Regions from separate parts of the Arabidopsis thaliana genome. Here region 1 is linked to region 2. Evidence: chromatin contacts called from public targeted proximity ligation data. All regions are on one chromosome and are shown on one strand. The core of a region is the stretch at or near the end of the contact, and the rest is flanking DNA. Distances in the headings are between cores, read along the strand shown. Region 1 holds the start of AT1G57540 (40S ribosomal protein). Region 2 holds the start of AT1G56720 (Protein kinase superfamily protein).

What was found.
Region 1: a contact with region 2 is called in a targeted proximity ligation map of shoot, with 15 read pairs. A contact is called at or near these places in 1 of 26 Hi-C or Micro-C datasets (root), 1 of 2 datasets of targeted methods (shoot) and 2 of 3 other capture datasets (root and seedling).

What each region holds. Positions count from the first base shown.
Region 1 is chr1:21,309,224-21,315,174 of TAIR10.1, forward strand. It overlaps AT1G57540 (40S ribosomal protein), which reads right to left and starts at 2,298. Exons shown (of 3, transcript NM_104550.4): 1 at 2,190-2,298; 2 at 1,845-1,998; 3 at 672-1,418. The coding sequence starts at 1,992. The coding sequence ends at 1,255. AT1G57550 (Low temperature and salt responsive protein family) reads right to left here and starts at 3,696. Exons shown (of 2, transcript NM_104551.2): 1 at 3,512-3,696; 2 at 3,034-3,401. The coding sequence starts at 3,586. The coding sequence ends at 3,318.
Region 2 is chr1:21,262,179-21,268,326 of TAIR10.1, forward strand. AT1G56720 (Protein kinase superfamily protein) reads right to left here and starts at 4,291. Exons shown (of 9, transcript NM_001333796.1): 1 at 3,896-4,291; 2 at 3,695-3,768; 3 at 2,744-3,387; 4 at 2,565-2,669; 5 at 2,364-2,486; 6 at 2,121-2,291; 7 at 1,914-2,043; 8 at 1,631-1,843; 9 at 1,166-1,550. The coding sequence starts at 3,381. The coding sequence ends at 1,452. It overlaps AT1G08143 (a long non-coding RNA gene), which reads left to right and starts at 5,042. Exons shown (of 1, transcript NR_139380.1): 1 at 5,042-5,289. It overlaps AT1G08133 (a long non-coding RNA gene), which reads left to right. Exons shown (of 2, transcript NR_139378.1): 2 at 240-479. AT1G08137 (a long non-coding RNA gene) reads right to left here and starts at 479. Exons shown (of 1, transcript NR_139379.1): 1 at 132-479. It also overlaps AT1G08147.

The sequences.
Region 1 (5,951 bases), core at 1,048-3,547, 45 kb after region 2:
ACTTTCGAATATCTACCAGATTTTTCCAAGAAGCATGTTTGCATATATTGTTGATATGCATTCTAATTTCTAACTTTGTTTACAATTTCTTAAAGAGGAATCACTCTGTATATTCTAAAGTACTGCAAAATCATTGTGTTCATATATTGTTATAATTTTACACATGTATCAAATGCAATAGTACAGTTCGACCTTCGCTCAGTTGGTAGACAGGAGGTTGTTTCTTTGCGCCAAGAACTGTGCAAAAACCACATGTGGATGGATCTTTTGGTTTTGTAGTCTGCCTAGTCAATGGTTCAAACATCATAAGGTGTCAAGTATAGTGAAAGTAACCTCTGACATTTCCACTCATTCCCTATAACAAACTTGGCATGTAACGTAACTTAACCTTTTACCAAAAAAAAAAAACTTGACATGTATGCATTTCTCTTATTGAGTTCTCTTTTGATAACGATTTTGTTGTAATACTCTTGTCAAAGAACACTGAAAATGGAATGAAACAAGCTTTAGAAAATAAGATCTGACCCTACCGGATTCAAACTATTGACCTAAGGATGTTCTGCTTCAACTATTGTTTTCATTCGAAATGCAAAGAAACAACCTCCGTTCCAAAAAGCTAGATCTTTGGCCTCCATAGCTTGCAGAATTCACTTGATTAAGTTATGTTCTCCATGACATTATAATACCACAGGCTTATATGCTGTGTCTATATGACAATATCACTGAAATCCTAGCTCTTTACTCACATTCAAAACACATTGATGTCGATTATAATTAATTAATTAATTATGCTCGAGAAATGGTAGCATTAGGTTTGTTGGTGATCAAACATATTCCTACACATATTTAACTAGCAGGCATCTCCATGAAGTCACAACCTCGGTGTGGATATTCCACCTATGACTAGTTTGAGGGGATAGTGAGACCCAACCCTCCAAATAAATCCAAAGGTCTTCCCTTCGACAGCAAAAGCTTTAGAAAGCTAAACACTCTCCCAAAAGAGTGTGACCAATGGCCAATTACACTACACTCATAATCAAACACACACGAAAATGAGAGAGGAGCATAGGATGATACTCTTAACTCTATCAACCTAAAGGCTATATGAAAAAATACACCATAATTTCTAAAGGAAACAAAAAGTGACAGAATTTGGTAGTATTATAAATAGTTACCTAAATTCATGTACTGCAAGAAAATGTACAGAAGATGAGGTCCATACACATCATAGGTAAAGCCAGATTATGATGGGGTTTAAGGGAGTGAAGCTTGAGGGGTTTTGATGTTATCATATGCAGCAATGTTTTGTGGTTCACATTCAGGGCTGAAGAGACGGACAAGCATTGCAGTTGATGTGCTTACGGACAAAGCACCACACCCAGCCCACCGCAGACTCCTTGGCACTGTGATCCTTGGACCTACACATTTCCCAAAGAAAACATTTGCTTTTATAACCGTTCTATCTTAGAATTGACTCAACTATTCTATTCTACGTTCCTTTTACTCTTAAAACCACATAAACAACAAACCAACCCCAAGAATCATTTTTCATGACAATAGGAATCAAAGAACAAGTGTATTGCTTCCCAAAACGTGTAAAGATCCAATCTTTCACCACATCAAACTATTCAATCAAAGCTCCTTTTGGATTCATTTTTCTCATAAGAAACGGATACTACAGAACAGAAAACAGAATGGTAATACGCATTGGTATGTTTTCATAAGGCTACAAGAAATCTTTCTAACAATCAATTATGCAGAGCACTGGATTCAATAGCTATATGGAGAACAACCTTTTGATGGAAACGCAAATCACTGATTAGAAAGGAGAGAACTTTGTTTACCATAGTGAAGTCTGCAAAGAACCCAGAAACCAAGAGCTCCACCAACAGTGAAAATGGCAGCTGTTTGTTTCATCAGTCTTGAACATGGCTTAGCATCTGATCTCATCAGATCTCCTTCTGACCATCCTAACTTCTGCCTTAACGCCATTTCTCTCTGTAATAACAACACCAAATTAATTTAAGTATAAGAGAAACGAAACTATTCGGTTTTGTGATTAAGATATTCACTGAGGCATTTCATCGAGCAGTATAAGGGCAACTTCAAAAACGAGCAACAGATATAATAACTCTATATGGGTTAAGATCTAAGCAGTAAAAAAGAGAGCAGAATTGGTACATAAATACCAGAAGCAAAAGCAATCTCTGTCGTTACCGGTGATGCGTAGTTTCTTTGGCTGTGTCGCCGTCGAGCTTGTCGGAAGAAGACGGAGAAGAGAATCAGATCCACGTGTCTAATTAGCTGATATTTGGAAGCCCAATAAGTGTTAACTATCTTAATGGGCCGGACACAATAATCGTCGGATCCAAGTGATACACGTGGCTCGGAAAAACAATTTGTTTTTTCAAGGAGTTGGTTTCTGTCTTTCTGAATTAATTAAAAGGTTTTTTTTTCGTTAATTAGTACGAACTAATTAAAAGTTAGTGTAAAGTAGATTCGAGGTTTCACCGAGGTACACTTAGAGAGTTAGAGGGGATTGCAAAAAACCTTAATTGACAGCATTAACAATGGATTAATAGACGCATCTATTATCGGAATTTACACCGATATCTTGGATATTTAAGGTTAGAAAATAATATTTTTCTCATTCGAATCGTTGTTGTAACCAAGTAGCTCATAATTTTTTTCATTATGGGAGAGCATTGACTATACCAATTGATCCTCTTTGGTAAGATGGGACGATTTCAATAGATTTTGTTTACATTTTTTGCTTACCACTTTGAGGTAAAGAATTTGTATATGCAGGGATTATTGGGAACGTCTTCATGGGAGCCTATACCACACGGTATTCGATTCAAGCAATCTTCAAATCGGAATTGCAGAAGCTATATAAAATTATAAATGTATGTACACAGGTTTATATTTATCGTTATACGCATAAGTAAACTGTGTGTATCGATGACTCCATGTAATATCTCTATCAGAACTTTATAGTTCCTAATGGTACTAATAATTTGATCACTCTTTAGATGTAGTATTACTACAATTCAAAATTTATATCACGCATATAATAATATCATCAATCTTCCAAATCTGTTTATGATCCGTAAAATGTATCCATAACCTCTGCAAACTAGAACAACAGCAATTTGGAAACTGCTGGAATTTACATACATCTAACATAGCAAAAAGTTTGCTAGATTACAAAACTGATTCCTTAAATACAACATAAAAAATCTAAAAAAGCAAACATTGTTGGAAAAAGAAAAAGTTATAAAATAAAAAAAGGATCCAGTGTTTTTGATTGGTTATTCCTACTTGGTGAGAACGTAGATGGCATATATCAGTCCGGGGATAAAAGCGAATAACGTTAGAAGCAAACAGACCCAAAACTCCAACTGCAAACACATATACAAAGAAACAAAAAAACAAGAGATTTGATCTTACTTTGACCATTAATGTCAAATGTGTCATATATTTTTATGATTTATGAATGAAAAAAATTTACCCCAAGGCCATATCTGAGGAACACACCAACAGGAGGTATGAAGATTGCACAAAGAACCTCAAGGAAGCTACCCATTTTTTTCTTCTGTAATTTTATGTTTTTTTTATATGTTTTTTTATGTTTTTTTTTGTTTTTCTGTTTCTTAGTTTTGAACTTTGTTTTATTTCTTCTTACGTGTTCATTTCCATTTATGAACTTTGTAAAAGAACAAGAAAATAGAATTAGTGGTTACGTTAAATAAGGGAAGAAACTGAGTTTGATTGTGTAACGTCCTCTGCTTGTTCCTAAAATGAAGGAGCTCCACTTCAACACAAACAACACAACCCTTTGCGTTTTGACGCAACCTTCCGTTGTTCATCGGTTGGAAACAAAAAAATGGGATGAACACAAATAAGAAGTCGAATAACTTAAAAATAAAATGTTTTGTTTTTGGGCAAAGAAATTAAAATGTTACAATCATAATGTCTGTTACAAAAATAAAATTAAATTTCATGGATTACAAATATATATAGGCCATTAGTTTGTATTAGTATCATCTTATGTAGATAAAATGTTTGCTTTTAACTCAAGTGTAAACATAATTTTTAGTGATTTTTATCAAGTTTTTTTTCTTTTACTCAAGTTTTTTTTCCAAACATGTAAATATTCAATTATGTAAGTTTTAATCTACTTAACTTATCTATATTTGTTAGTTTAGCTTAGAACAAGTAAATCTAACTTGCTATCACTTATCGACTCCACATATTTAGTCGGGTGTAATAACTTAGAGACCCATTAGTCAAAACTAATTTAAAAATGAAATTTCGTAAACTCGGTTCTTTCATATTAGATAATCTATTAAGATATATTTTTTTAATTTAATTACGTGGTTGACAAAAATGGATAATAAAAAAAAAAGTTTAACCAAAACTAATTATCAAAGATTAATATAATTGTCACAAAACATCAAATAAAATAAATTTTGCATAGGTAGTTGAAAGAAATTAAATCTCATCTATAAAGTTTAATATATACGAGGGAAATAATATATGAGATGCGTGTTAATTAAGTGAACAGCTTAATGTTTTCCATTTGTCGGTGAATGATGTTAAAGTTTTGTGGTAGTGATAATGACAACGATCCTTCATGTAATCTATATAACTTTTATTCAGTTCAAAATATTAAATCTCTAGTTTCTTTATATATTAATTTAATCGTCCTCAGATTTTATTGGTTCTGTCAATCTTATGACAAAGACAAACGAAAAGGACAGTGATGATTAGCTTATAAATTACATATAATATAACGAGTTATTGAACAATTGACTTGAGAGGACAGCTCATATATTCATAGCATCTCTATTTGACCATTCCAATGCAATGCATGTTAAGCATGGCAACTATTCGTTCGTCTTCAGCAATATAACTTTTTGATATGTAGGGCTTTTTTATAACTTAATTCTACCTTTTTGTTTGACAAAAAATGCGATGAAAAAATCGTAAATAGTACATATTTCCATGTGATTGTTAAACTTGTATAATAACCGTAATATTACGTGAAATAAGTGAATAACATTTATCAAGTAAACTCGTTAATAAAAAAACATATATGAACAAGTTAAATAACACCATACCATTTAACGACATGCATAAAATCCACATTATGATTTTATCGTCTACGTTTTATAGAATTTAGTTATGTACAATTATACATATATCGGCCAAAGGGTTGGTCTTTAAATACTTGGAATTCTATGTAAACATGTAAAATTGCACAACTGTTTCACGGGGAGTGTCGCTATACAAATCTGACCCTCGCCTTTTTTTACGACAATGATATCTTGGATTTACACAGATTATTGAAACGCCCACATAAATCAATAAATACAACAATGTTGAGCTATGTGGACATGAAACTGTCGGGTACACGCTTCACCAACTTAAAACAGAGATTTTGATACACTCAACATAAAAGTATATGTTGAGTGTATCAAAATCTCTGTTTTATCAAGTTTAGTTCAATATCAAGTGTTGCTCGGTCTAGTAGCAAATAAACTAGGGTCATCCTAGAGCCCTCTAGTTTAAGTTTCATTTGTGAAGCGGTGAATTCACTCACTTTGGTTTATGAAAATCTACGGAGTTTGGTTCCAAACTTTGCGGATATAAAAAAAAAATGGCCAATATAACATCCACTAATATTTTGATATCTTCAATTATTAAAACAGTTTACAGTATCAATTAAGTAGTGTTTTTTTTTCCTATATACACAACTAGTTAAATTGCAAAGACTTAAATTTAAAAGTAGTTTTGACTAAAGTTCGTATGACATTTTTACTTACATGGTAGCTGCAAAACAAACTTGCATAACCAATACAAAAGGAATTGAGATTCGAAATGAAAAGCCAAAATAATTAATTATCATCTCCTAATATTAAAGTACAAATATATATAACATGGATAAC
Region 2 (6,148 bases), core at 3,041-5,540:
GTCCACCTTTTCCCATTCTTCCGCCTCTGAAGTCCAAAAGTGTGGCTAAGCAAATTGATTTTTGATTCTATTTAATTTCCAATTCCATTTATATCCGGTTTTTCATTTCCGCTTTGTGCCCGGACAAGGCCCGGTTCCTTTTCCACCATCAGTCGGTTTTCATAGACGGTGGCTGGTTTCAATATTTTCTTTTTGTGTCGTGTTTCTCCGGTATTGATTTTATTCACCGGAATCAGAGTCCAAGTGGCAGAGGATGATGGAAAAGCATATCACTTTCTTGTGCAACACTTGGCATTGTTATACTCCAATATCTCTCGATACGTTTTGGGTAGAGATAACTCTTTTTTTACCTTGTGATGGTATCGACGGGCCTTATGGGCTTTCAGTGATGTTTGTTAACTATGTGTATTTGTTATGGTATGAATTTAAAAAAAAAAAAACATACGAGGAAAAACGGAATTTTGAAGAGAATTTGGGAGTTTTTAGTCTAATATTACTTTTATTTTTTTTAAATGTACATTCATTATTTTGATAGAGTATTTGATCACAATAAACTCTATAGAAAAAAACTCATAAATACTCAAATCAGTACAAATTTTAAGTCTTCAAGATTAAAACATTATTATTAAATAAAACTTCACTTGAAAATTGAAACCATATGATCTTCTACTTGACGAAGGTTACTTGTTAATTTGTTCACACAAATCAAACAAAATTTCATCAGAAGCATTTGATACTCCATCGATAATATTGTCCTTTCACGAGACTTTTGGTGAATCTGACACTGAATCCAAGTTTTGAACATGCAATCATTAGACTGGTACAGGAAATGGACTTTACAACACCCGAGATGGCCATATTATGAGTGTTTTATAAACTTCAAAATAAATATGAGATTAATGATTAAAATGAACAAATATACAATATATTATTTACACCAATAAGAGCTAATTTCTTTATATCTTACATCTCTTTCTCAAATTATGAAATATTGGATTTGTTATTTACAACAACTTGGCATGTCTAAGGATTTTTCGATGAGAGTTTGTTATTCTCAATGATTTTGCACGTTCAACATAAAAATACTAGTCTCCATCGATGCTAGTGTTATTGGGATTTTAGTCTTCTCATTGACTAGTGTTGATTGTTACTGTTATATTTTGGTTAGTGAGCTAATTTGCTTTCAGTGGTTTCTATGTTACTTTGTTGTTGTATGGTATGTGGTAGAGATCTGAACAGCTGATGCAATAGTACTGTACACACCAATATATTATTTTGATGTAGGAGCTCTAAACACAAATCCAGTTCATATGTACAAACAATCCTCTATGGTCTCTACTCATCTCAATTCAAAACCAAAAAAAAACAAACAAACAGAAAATGCATAAGAACAAGTTCAAAGAATAGCTCATAATCATGAAACGCGTTGAAAGCTTACGCAGATTGATAAATTATTGTCTCTTGCTCTGTGATCTTGAAACTGGAGTACTCATGTCAGTGTCTGAGTTTATCTCCATACTCCCTTCTCGCGTTCTAGAACGCCTTCGGTCCTGAAAGAAACATAATTCCAGTTATAACCATCACCTGTTATGGTCTATGTTTGGTTTTATCAGCTCTTTAGAACACTAACCTCTCTTGGAATGGGGTATTCTTCAGACTCAAGCATACGTACAACTTGGCTCATCTTCGGCCGCTTATCCGAATCTGGATCAACACATCTTAGAGCCGTCAAAAGAGCTCGTTTCAGTGACCTTGTTGGTGGCTTCACTTCTATGTTTGGATCCACTACTTCCTCTGATCGTCTTGTCCCAACCATCATCTTCAACCAGTCCACTAGATTCACCTACAATAATCTCGTGTTGGTCCGCGAACCGCGATGAAACTAATTAAACTAAATGAAAATAGTTGATTACCTCATGAGCAGGACGTCCGTAATCCACAGGGTCTCGTCCTGTGATTGCTTCTAAGAGAACAACACCAAAGCTGTAGACATCACTCTTTTCATTTAACAACCCTGAGTTTGCATATTCAGGAGCAACGTACCTACAAAACGTCCACAAAAGCATTTAGATTTAATACTAAAGACTTCTTGATTATTTTTCAGTTTATAAGCCTCTGACCCAAATGTTCCCATCACTCGAGTTGTCACATGGCTTTTTCCAGCACCAAGCAACTTAGCAAGGCCAAAATCTGAAACCTTTGCGTTGAATTCGTCATTGATCAGAATGTTGCTTGACTTGATGTCTCTATGCACTACTTTTGGCTCAATTGCTTCATGCAGATATGCAAGACTACACAGAGGAATAATGATCAGTATGTGAGAAGAAGAACTTAATAAAAAGGAAATTACATTGTTTGCTTACGCTTTTGATGTGCCGATCAGAACCTTCATCCTTGCTTCCCAAGTTAGATATCCATGTTGTCTCATTGCTCCATGAAGCCATTGTTCTAAGTTTCCATTATTCACATATTCGTAAACCAATATCCTAGTAGCAATTCACATTGATCTTTTAGTATTAGTAACTCACAAATTTGGTTCCTAAGTTGGAATTTTTTTCACCAACCTGTGTGTGCCTTCAATGCAGTAACCAAGAAGCCGAACCAAGTTCTTGTGCCGCACATGACCGATAGCATCAACCTCGACTCGAAACTCTTTCTCAGCTTGTCCCCTATAAAATCTATCAATCAACCAAAACTCAAACCATAAAAAGGTATGAAAATCTTTTTACAATCCGATACTCACAACTGGTTAAGAATCTTTTTAACTGCAACAGGAGTTCCATTCATTAACTCTCCTCTGTAGACAACACCGTAACCGCCTTCACCTATAACATTCTCTTTAGAGAATCTGTTAGTTGCTGTTTCAAGATCTCTCAAAGTAAACCAGTGTCCCCAACCAAGGTGAGATTCAGGCAAACCAGACAATGGAGATGGAGTTGCAATATTATACAATGATGAAGAAGCAGAAACTTCTTCAGCAGAGTCAGAATGTTTATCTATGATCTCTAAATGATGAAACGACCCTGACCGGCCACTACTACTTCTCTTCTTCCTCATATCCAAATGAACCATGACTTTTTCTGAGTCTTTGTTATTTTTGTCCTGAATTGTTAGAAGAATGCCTTCACCAGGAGCAAAGTTACTAGCTGAGACATGCTCAACTCTCACTTCTCTGATCTCTTTGGAGACCACCGGAGGAGTTTGGATAACCGGAAGACCGGTTTTCGATCTTCTTGATTTCTTTTTCGAAGTAAGACAACACGAAAGAACAGAGAGGATAGCTATGATGAGCAATGCAACAGCTATACCAATTACTTCCCACACCTTAAGTCCAAACACATGGCTCTCTCTAGATAGCTGGCTTTTCAAGTCACCTCCCATTTCTTCCTAAACTTTACAAATAAATCTCCAAAATCAGGTTGATATAAACAGAGTCCAAGTTGATACATGAAAATGCAATGAGCTTAATGATAGAGTCTCGAATTTGTTTTGTGGTCCCAAGTTTATCCACATTGAAATTTACTCATAGAAAGACAAAAATTTCCCAGGAAAACACACTAGAGGACAACTGAAGTAGCTAAAATCAAGGACATAATAAAGAACACAAGCAATAATGTTGGTCTTAAAATAAATATAAACAGACAACACATACAGAGTAAGTACCAAAGCAGATGAGAATTTAATGTTTAATTACCTGATCTTGATATTTTAGATCTTTGAAGAACTAACACCCATTTACAAATCTTGAAGAAGAAAGAATTCCAGATCCTAGAACCAAATTTGAGAGAAGTGAGAAAAACACTAAATAAAATTTCAGGAGAAAGAATGTAATGAAGCAAATCCAAGATGCAAGAAAATCAAGAAAATGAACAGCTCAGACAAAGAGACAAGAGACCTTTCTTTGGCCCTCTTCTTAAGGCAAGTGTCAATGTGGAAGGAAGATAACGAAAGAACTGTGGAGAGATCTAAGCTTGTAAGGAGCTGTCATGTAACTACAACAACTACACTAAAACTGTAATAAAACATATTCAAATAAACACTCTGGCCCAGCCAGTGAATAGATAATTTAAGAGAATTTATTAAGTTTTGGGTTTAATATGAGTAAGAGAAGGAAATCGACAAAAAGGGAGAAAACTTTGAAATGTGGGGAGTGAGATCTGGTGGAAGGTAATAAGAGAAGAAGAAGAGATAGAGTTATCAAGTGTTAGGTAGTGAAAGGTTTTTTAAGTGTTTTTATTTGTTTTCTTTAATTTTTATGGTGAGAGAGACAAAGGAGAGATGTCTTGCCTTGCATTACAATTAGTCAATTACATTATTCAGAACATCATGGGAATGTGTAAGGTTCACATGTGAGGACGATGATGATGTTTTAGTTACCAGAAGTAACTGTCAGGTTTATTGCACTGCATGGTCAAAAAAAGAAAACATAACAGCAGAATAAAGTGTAGTGAATAATTAGTAAAGACGAGTCTTAAATAGAGAATTATATTATTCTTAGAAAGATGAAAATTGCAAATCAAATTCTAGTATATTTTTTTTTTAACTGTGCTCCAAAATTTTGCACAGGAACATGTATAGACGATCGAAAACCAAAATTTTGCATGACAGGTTTTGCCCCAAAAAAAAAAAAAAAAGTTAATCACTAGAAGGTGGAGAGTATTAAATAGTTGTGACATTGTGAATTTCATCCAACGAGGACCTTACAAGCCTCGAGAGAAATTACCATCGATAGAGCCATAGAGGTTTCCTAATACATAGCAAATGTTGTAGAAATATTTTTGGTTTCAAAACACAAGTTATAAAATTTGTATCTCTAAATCACCCAAGTGCAAGCGCAACCGTTATAGTAATTTAGAAATCGATCCCACCAGGAATAAAGATTGCAACACTAAATATGCGAGCTTCAAACTAATATAGAGAAAATGCAAGAAGTAAAATAAGATAAAAGCATTAAACTATGAGTTTTATTATCATGAAAATGAATTTAACAATCATGCAATGAAGTAAGACGTTTAACCAGAACATGAAACTCACAAATATGACTAATTCCACTTCCGTGACACTAACAACTTCACAAATAATCTAATTATGTTTGTCTATATGATCAATGAGCATTAATAACAAGTCTATTTTCACAAACGCCTTCCAGATATGAAAGCTCATATCAAAAGAAGAGGTTGGATCTAAATCAACTTTTAGAGTAGAGAAGTTTCCGGATCGACACATAACAGATCTGGGTCTGATCATGGACTTTGGATCGTGAGAATGTCCCTCTACACCCAGGTCCTGCCCTTGACACATACATATAACATATAGGTATTGGGCCTCTAATTTCGTGGCCCATTTTGTCTAAAATATTAATAGTGTCTTAAGAGTATCTTAAAAATAAATGAAAGAATTTAAGCCCATTTTAGTAAAAATAAAATAGCATTTTGTTTCATTGTGAATTTTTTTTTTTTATAACCCACAATTAGCAAAATATAGAAAATTTAACAGTTTAAAAAGCCTCCCCGAAAAATGACAAGACCGACACTGGCATCAAATTGATACATTTTCAGTTAACCGGCCATAACTCTTTAACCACAGCTCGGATTAACCCACAATGACCTCCACTGAAAAGCTAACTCAAGTTTCTATTGACTTTCGTAAGGACCTTCGAGGAAACAAATCCCAAGGGTACACCTTCATCCGAGTCTGGGACTGTTTTTTGATGATTATTATCTTTAAAGAAATAGTATCCAAATGTATGTCCTTTTTTATTTTGTCCTGGAATAACTTACAAAAACATACAAAACACACGAAAAGACACACAAAAACACTATAGAACTTCTAAAATGGAAGAAAACTCACTTGGACTCTAAATAGACAAAACATAAGGAAAATACCAATAAAATACGATAAAAAATGATATTAAAAACCGTGATAAAGCGGTAAATATAGAGTATATCAGCAAGTTCGACACATGCCACTATGCCAGCTTACTAAGATATGGCGTCAAGGGTTTGTACAAGACTAATAAGCACGTCAATGCCTGATAGCTCGTAAGATATAGAAAGTAAAACACCTACAAATGCCTTTTCGTAAGAAGGTGTAAGAAATCTAGTGGAAACACTAAAAGAGGCAACCCTGGTTCTCGGAAAACAGACGC